Linked DNA regions of Pan troglodytes: region 2 is linked to region 1. The links are chromatin contacts, called in public HiChIP or PLAC-seq maps. All regions are on one chromosome and are shown on one strand. Each heading gives the region's core, a stretch centred on a gene start, on an enhancer-like site or on the middle of the called end of the contact. The rest is flanking DNA. Distances are from core to core; before and after follow the strand shown. Region 1 holds the start of MTARC1 (mitochondrial amidoxime reducing component 1). Region 2 holds the start of RAB3GAP2 (RAB3 GTPase activating non-catalytic protein subunit 2).

Region 1 (3,545 bases), core at 681-3,180:
TGTGCTAAAGAAAATAAGAGTCCTGGTTCTGCTGCTGTGTGGCTCTGAATTCAGCTTCTTTATCCACAAGAGTGCTTGAGAGCATTGGAGAGAATTGGGGAAAATAGCATCTGCAATGCCCCCACAACCCTTTTTTTTTTTTTTTTTTTTTTGATTTGGAGTCTCGCTCTGTTGCCCAGGCTGGAGTGCAGTGGCACAATCTCGGCTCACTGCAACTTCCACCTCTCGGGTTCAAGCTATTCTCCTGCCTCAGCCTCCTGAGTAGCTGGGATTACAGGTGCGCGCCACTACGCCCGGCTAATTTTTGTTTTTTTGTTTGTTTGTTTATTTTTAGTAGAGACGTGGTTTCACCATGTTGGTCAGGCTGGTCTCGAACTCCTGACCTCAGGTGATGGACCCGCCTCGGCCTCCCAAAGTGCTGGGATTACAAGCGTGAGCCACCGCGCCCGAAGGTATTCGTTGAACTGCTGTCATTACTATTATGAGCTCAGCCTTGGTGCGCTCTTGGAGGGCTGGACTCCACAGTTCCAGCTTTCTCCAAGATCTCAAGAAAGTCACTCAAAATAAAGCGACTGGGAACGAACCTCTTTAAGCTAGCCGCCTCCACTAAATGGAGATTAAGAAGTTTGCTCACTGGCAGACACCTGGGAGCGATACCACACCTCAGCAGGAGCACATGACGCCAAAGAGCCAGTGGGAGGTGGAGATCCGCCCACCCCGGGAAAACGGGTCCACGCGCTCAGAGTCCCAGAGCCCTGGGGTCTGATGCTGGGGGGTGAGGGTTCCTTTTTCTCTTTGGCCTTGTCTCACCCAACTCCCAGTTTCTTTGTAATAGGAGGAAGGACCTATTAGCCGACTCTGCAGACCTCCCCTGCGCTCCTCCCTTCTCACCACCTTGCCCCGAGCCGGATCAGCGCTGCCCCGCGCCCGCGCTTGGCCGTACCTGTCCCGCAGGTTGCCGCTGCGCAGCCCCATGGCCGTGCACTCCGCCTCGCTCACCGGCACCCCCTTGCAGGATTTCACAGGGTAGATCCAGAGCTGCGCCACGGTGCCCACCTGCTGCAGCAGCCGCCGGCGCCGCGTGGGCCATGCGCGGCGCCAGGCGACAGCCCCCAGCGCCGCCGCGGTCAGGCCCAGCGCGGCGACCCCGAGCCACCCGGGCCGGGATTGCGCGAGGAGGACAAAGCGCGCCAGCGAGGAGGAGCCGGCGGCGCCCATGGCTGGCTTCTCCGCGAGGTGGCGGCGGCAAGGCCGGAGCGCGCTGGTCGCCCGGGGCCGCTAGGGGAAGGTGCGGCCTTTGGCCCCGAGCCCAAAGGGTGGGCAGCTCCTGAACCCTTCCGGGCCAATCAGAGCAGTGCGTCCTTCTGGGGGGCGGCGCGGGGAGTGGGAGGTGGTGGCTCAGCTTCCACGTGGTCGGCGCCCCACTGCCTCTGCAACCTTCCGTCGCCTGCGCTGCAGGGCGCTGTGCCCTCCCCCACCCCACGATCGCTGCAAGTGACCAATTTATTTACTTACGTATTTATGGGGTTATTTGACCTAAAATAAACAATATACAACATTTGCAGGACAAAGCGTGATTTTGAAATTAAAAATCAGACAGCTGGCAGCAGCCTCTCCTGGGAATAGTGGAGAGCTGGTAGGCCCTGCCTGGCCTGTGCAGTGTCCAGCTCTCTGCTGCCGCCGCCCTCCCCTCAGTCTGCCCAGGGGCTAGGAGCTTCCAGAGAGTGGGGGTCTGATGAAGGAGGATGCTACCAGGCCCTCCGCACCGGCGAGCCAAGGCCAGAGTTCTCCTGGCGGCCCCTGGGAGCGGCAATGGGCGTCTGAGAGTGCCTTCTACACGGCTCGGGGACGCTAGACTCCTACCGGCGGGGAGCCTCGAGCTGGAGCTGCATTGGCAAGGGCCTTGGCTCAGTTTAACACTGCACAAGGTCCCCAGGCTGCTTCCGGCGGGAGGGAAAGTCACTTGGTCCTGCAGGCACTCACCTCAGTCACTTGTCACTTCCAAATCAGGTTATATTCCAGACAACAATGTCAGCATACCCCCGAACAGCGTGGTTTAGGAGTCAGGCTCCTGCTTGATGTACCAAGCTATTAAAGGAAAAAAATTCCCTCAGACGCTTGTTAAAAAGGTAAGGAAGACTATTCAAGGCTACTTAACAGGGGCATCACAATAGGGGAAAGAGATTAGGCTCAACTCTGTATTACAGCAAAGACAGCTCAGGATTCATAGCCAAGAAGCGAAGTTCCTCGGGGTCAGTGAATGGAAAATCACTAAGTGGAGACATCAAGTGTAGAGGATTCTTGATAAACCCACTTAACAGGATTCTACTGAACAAGGCAAGGACTTACACACTGAGGGTGACATCTGAGGAATCTGAGCAGACATCAAGGGTGATCAGATATTAAGGATGGGAGAATACTCTGGAAACTGACTAAGCAGGATTCTTGCTAAACTGGGCTCTGCAGGGAGTAGGGTGGCAAGGTCAAGGCCTCATGAAGAAAAGGGCTCAGAAGAGACCGAAGTTTGGTCAAGGAGAGTCTGTGTCATCCCCAGCTCAGCCATGGTCCCCTGAGCCAGGAGTGTACATTTCAAGACTCAGCCAGAATTGCCCATGCAGGGCAAGGGTGCATGGATGAGAGAAGCGGGAGTTCGCCAAGAGAAAAGAACAACACTCTTCCTCCAGCTGGCAACTCACTGCAGAGCAGTTCAGTGCTCAGGGAGGCTCTGTCTTTATTGGCCTGAACACTTATCTGTCCTGTTTTTCTGCTCTATTCTCTTCTCTTCCAACCCCAGGTCACACCTTGTCTGTAAAGGACACAGATCAGCAGGAGGCACGACTTGATCCTCCTCGGAAAGGCAGCTCCGGGGCACCAAATGTGCGTTTCTGTTTATCTCCCTCCTGAATTCCTCTTTGAAAATTTAAGAGGAAAAAATGGCTTCCCTATTTTAATGGCTGACTTTGAAGTTCTGATTTTTCAATTTCATCACTTCCAGAATTTACCCAGGCCTACAGCTCACTTACCACTTTTACCTCACAGGGTGTGGGGAATGGTGGTGAATTTCAGTCCCAGAACCCAGCAAAGGAAAATGGAGGAGGAGGGAACAGCCACTCCTCACTGACCACTAGGAAGGCCCCTTGCGGACACTGGCCATCCTGCCACAGACAGGCCACCTGTGTGCCTGCAGCTCACAACGCCCTCGCCCCCTGCCAATGACAGAAGCCAGTGTTTGTGGAGTCAGATTGTATCTCTGGAGGCAATCAGAAAGGGTAAGGAAAAATAAATTGCAGTGACTCAAATTCTAATATACAGAGAAAAACCCAGGAAGAAGACTCATAAATACCAAAGATAAAGCAGGATTGAGATTCACATTTATTATTTACAAAGAAACCATAAAATTGTAAGTAGGTGAATTCATCCACATACTATTTCAGTGAGTATTTTTGCTTAAGATCATACCAAAGTTGTTCGTTTCTTTGTTACAAAAAAATTATTTGCACTGAAAAAAATATGTTCACGCTGTCTTCCTTGCATTCCTACTCTCA
Region 2 (3,687 bases), core at 825-3,324, 530 kb after region 1:
CTGTGGAATAAGTGATATTCACTGTCTGATGCAATCCTCCCACATGCTGCAGAAACCATGGTAGCAGAACTCCAGAGGCATCCCCCCCAGTAGCATTACAACTTCCTGGGGGAAGAGTTCAGTTCATGAATGTGTTGTAATTTCTGTGAAGGGTATCTAAAGTCCTTAAAAACATCCATGAATGATCCTTTTCAACAGTACTTGGAAGGAAGTCAGGGACTTCACCATTAAAACTGAGCCAACACAGTAATGAAATTCAATGACCACCACAGGAGACATATGAATGCCTCAGGGAAGAACAAAGGCCAGCAAAATCAGCCAACAGCAGTTACTTCCACAAAATGCATTTACCTGAATAGGAACTTGAATGGTTTTCAAGGAATGACAGTCTCCTTCCAGAAAGTGTCATGTGTTTGTTATTCGTCCAGTAACACTAAGAATCTAAATTTAAATTTTAGTTTAGTTTGGGATTGGTGCTGGATTTTAGGGAATAATCTTATCAGGGCTGGATTATTCTAGTTAGTGATGATCTGAGGAAACACTGCATTTCTTCAGATGGAAGAAGGGAGCACTGGCAGCTTGCCTTTTCTGAAAGCTTTGATTACAGAAGTATAGGTCCCTGATGCTTAAAGGGACCTTACAGCACATCTGATTCAACTGCCTTTTATAGGTGAAGAACTGATTCCTGTTAACCTGATAACATAGAAATTGCCTATCCTATTTTGTGAAAATCATCCTACTCTAGAAGCAGGAAATAATGGAGTAGGAACCTGGGCACTAAATTATAGTTGTTATATTATTAGGACTAAGTGTGTATGTCCACGGGCCTGACAGAAATGAATGCTCTGGACCCCATCCACTTGCCTTCCATTTGTTCCTGTGCCCTTTCTTCGTACAAAGTGGATGGCCTCTTTAGGTTTCCTTTAGGAAATGTGTAAGTGCCTACAGGCCTTTGTGCTCACATTAAAATAATTTTTTTGTTTTTATTTTTTGGAAAAATAACTTAAAGTCTGCTCAGAGACAGCTCAATTTCTTTATTTTAAAAGTGGGATAAGACACACTATTTTTAGATGGCATTTGTGACTATCCAAATGAACAATGTAAAGTACTTTCAAAAACAGTGCTTTGTCAAAGAAACAAGTTATTCTATTTACTTTATGTACGCATTCCATTTATTTCTTCAGCAAATATTTATGAAGCACTTACTAGCATGATCACAATTTCAGTTAAATAGTTAAGTACAGTAGCCGCCCCTTTATCCATGGGTTCATTTTCCACATAATTATTCAATTTAATTATTAGTTATTGTTAATCTTTCACTGTGCCTAATTTATAAATTGAACTTTATCATATATATGTATAGGTAAAAACATAATACACATACATAGGTTTCAGTACTATCCATGGTTTGTGTCATCCACTGGGGATCTTAAAACATATCCCCTTGGATTAAAGGGAAATACTGTAATTAATTGCTTACTGCCTGTATCAGTCACTAGAATTCTAGCTTTCTGGGAAAAGGTACTTCTTCTCTTTTGTTCTCTAATGCTCAGCACCCTGAGTGGCTGGCATTTAAAAGACTAACAAATATTTGTTGAATGGATGGATGAATGCATGAATGAAAAACCAAATGAATAATGAAAACAAAAGTGTATAATACACTATAACACGTACTATATTGGGCTTGCGTAGTACTATGGGAATCTATAGTAGGAGCATTTAAAGCCAGCCTTGACGGGGCTAATCTCCGGAAGAGCAATTAATCTTTTCAAAATCCGACTCTTGCAGGATACGGTCCCCCACTGGCCTGCCACTAGTTTAAAACGAATTATTTTCTGTGAAACATCAGGATCGTGCCAATAGTAGGGCATCAATAAGACTGAATAAGTCAAAGGGCTGCGCGGACAAGTCCAATTAGAACACCTCTGGCTAAAAGCCAGAATGAATGAAAGGGTTCATGCCTCGGCGTAGACACAGAACTGGGACTGAAATATCTGCCCCAAGCCTCCACGTCGACTTTGGCTCCACCTGCAGCGGCGGCGCCGTAGTCACGTGACCCGGGCCCCCGCGCCCTAGGCGCCTGGGCCAGCCTGCGCCTGCGCAGTACTCGGAGACCGCGGACCCGTGTCAGTGACAGCTTCCGGTTTGGTTTCTCCGCCTTCTGCTTGGCTAGAGCTATTGGGGCTCGGTGGCGGCCGCAGTGGGGTGGAGGGGGCAGGGCGTGGTGAGGTAAGGTGAGTGCCGTAGTGGGGTTCCCTGGAGCCATGGCCTGCTCCATTGTCCAGTTCTGCTACTTCCAGGATCTCCAGGCCGCCCGGGACTTCCTCTTTCCTCACCTGCGGGAGGAGATCCTCAGCGGCGCCTTGCGGAGGGACCCCAGTAAGTGCCTCTCTGGCCTCGCCCTTCCTTCCCTCGTCACCCGCGGCCTCTGCTCGGCGGGTTCGGGTCTCCTACTCGCTCTGCGCCTGCCTCTGCCCTCTGGACCCCCAGTTCTCCCCGTGCCTCCCCTCCGCTCCGGGATGACACCCTGCCCACCTCGTCCTGAAGCCCCATTTGTGTTGTCTTCCTCTCGACCCAGCTTTTCTCCTTAGGCCCTCTGACCCCTGGCCAAAAACTGCGTCTTGTTTCCTCTCGCCTCTGCCTATCACCGCTTTCTCCCTCCCTCCCCCTACCCCCACACATTCCTAGCTTTCTCTCTGAGTATCTTCTCCGTCTCCCATCTTCAGCCTGGGGTCGTTCCCTGTTTCATGTTGCCTACTCCGTGATCGCATCCTCCCCGTTCCTTGCCACATGTCAGCGCTCCACTCTGGTATTGCCCCAGCTCCCACTCTCTTCCATCCCGGAGACTGTGGCCTTCTGCCACCTCCCATTCCGAAAATGTTGATCATCCCCCCACACTCTCCCTTCTTTCATCTGCGTTTCCCCCATTCAGATTTTGAGAACAAATGGCTGACAAATGAGTGACTCTTGAGGTAAGACTCTCTCAAAGAAGGAAAATAACCTGTCAGGAAGTGAACGAGCATCTACATTAGGAACTAAAATTACAGTGACATAGCCAAGAAAGGTTAATTTGCTTTATTGGGATGAGAAGCCTTCCACCTATTTTTATCATCAAAGTGTTTAATAAGCCTTTCCCCAAGTAGTATAAAGTTGCAAGGCTGGTTTATTAGATACTACATAGGCTTTCAGAATTTCATACATTTCATCTTTTGAAAGGGTGTGCCTTGTGTTTTATTTTATTTTATTTTATTTTTGCATTTCCAACATGAAGCACATTTGGCTTTGTAGTACAGCGCTCTCACTTTGTGCTATACCGGAATGGTGATATAAAGCCCACTAAGCTCCTCTCCCTTTTTTAGAAAATTTAGAAGATATCAAATCGAACCCGTCTGTGAATGATTGCATACCTTGTGCCAGTCATTGGTGCTACAAACCAAATAAGGTTGGTGGACCCTGCTGTAGGAACTTCTGGTTTACAGACAAATCATTAACTTCCATTCAGTGTGACTGAGATACATGAGGCATTTTCTTGAAGTGGTGATACTTAAGCCTACCTTTGAAGTACTAGTTAGAGGAGTAAAGGAGCAGTAATAGCATGTGCAGAGGAAGGGAGGCCTGAAATGGCATGGTATTTAGAGAACTAAGAAAAGCTGAATGGCTGGAGAGGAGGATGGGAGAGGAAGAGTT

The links. HiChIP or PLAC-seq counts read pairs in DNA pulled down with a chosen protein or histone mark.
Region 2: an H3K4me3 HiChIP or PLAC-seq map of stem cell-derived excitatory neurons shows a contact between it and region 1, with 4 times the contacts expected there. The contact joins the promoter of RAB3GAP2 here to the promoter of MTARC1 in region 1. A contact is called at or near these places in 2 of 7 Hi-C or Micro-C datasets (induced pluripotent stem cells and stem cell-derived neural progenitor cells), 1 of 1 datasets of contacts at active chromatin or transcription factors (stem cell-derived excitatory neurons) and 1 of 1 other capture datasets (stem cell-derived neural stem cells).

What each region holds. Positions count from the first base shown.
Region 1 is chr1:28,332,534-28,336,078 of NHGRI_mPanTro3-v2.0_pri, forward strand. It overlaps MTARC1 (mitochondrial amidoxime reducing component 1), which reads right to left and starts at 1,931. Exons shown (of 7, transcript XM_009441519.5): 1 at 944-1,931. The coding sequence starts at 1,218. It overlaps MTARC2 (mitochondrial amidoxime reducing component 2), which reads right to left. Exons shown (of 8, transcript XM_009441517.4): 8 at 3,350-3,545.
Region 2 is chr1:28,862,468-28,866,154 of NHGRI_mPanTro3-v2.0_pri, forward strand. It overlaps RAB3GAP2 (RAB3 GTPase activating non-catalytic protein subunit 2), which reads left to right and starts at 2,075. Exons shown (of 34, transcript XM_063791761.1): 1 at 2,075-2,379. The coding sequence starts at 2,265.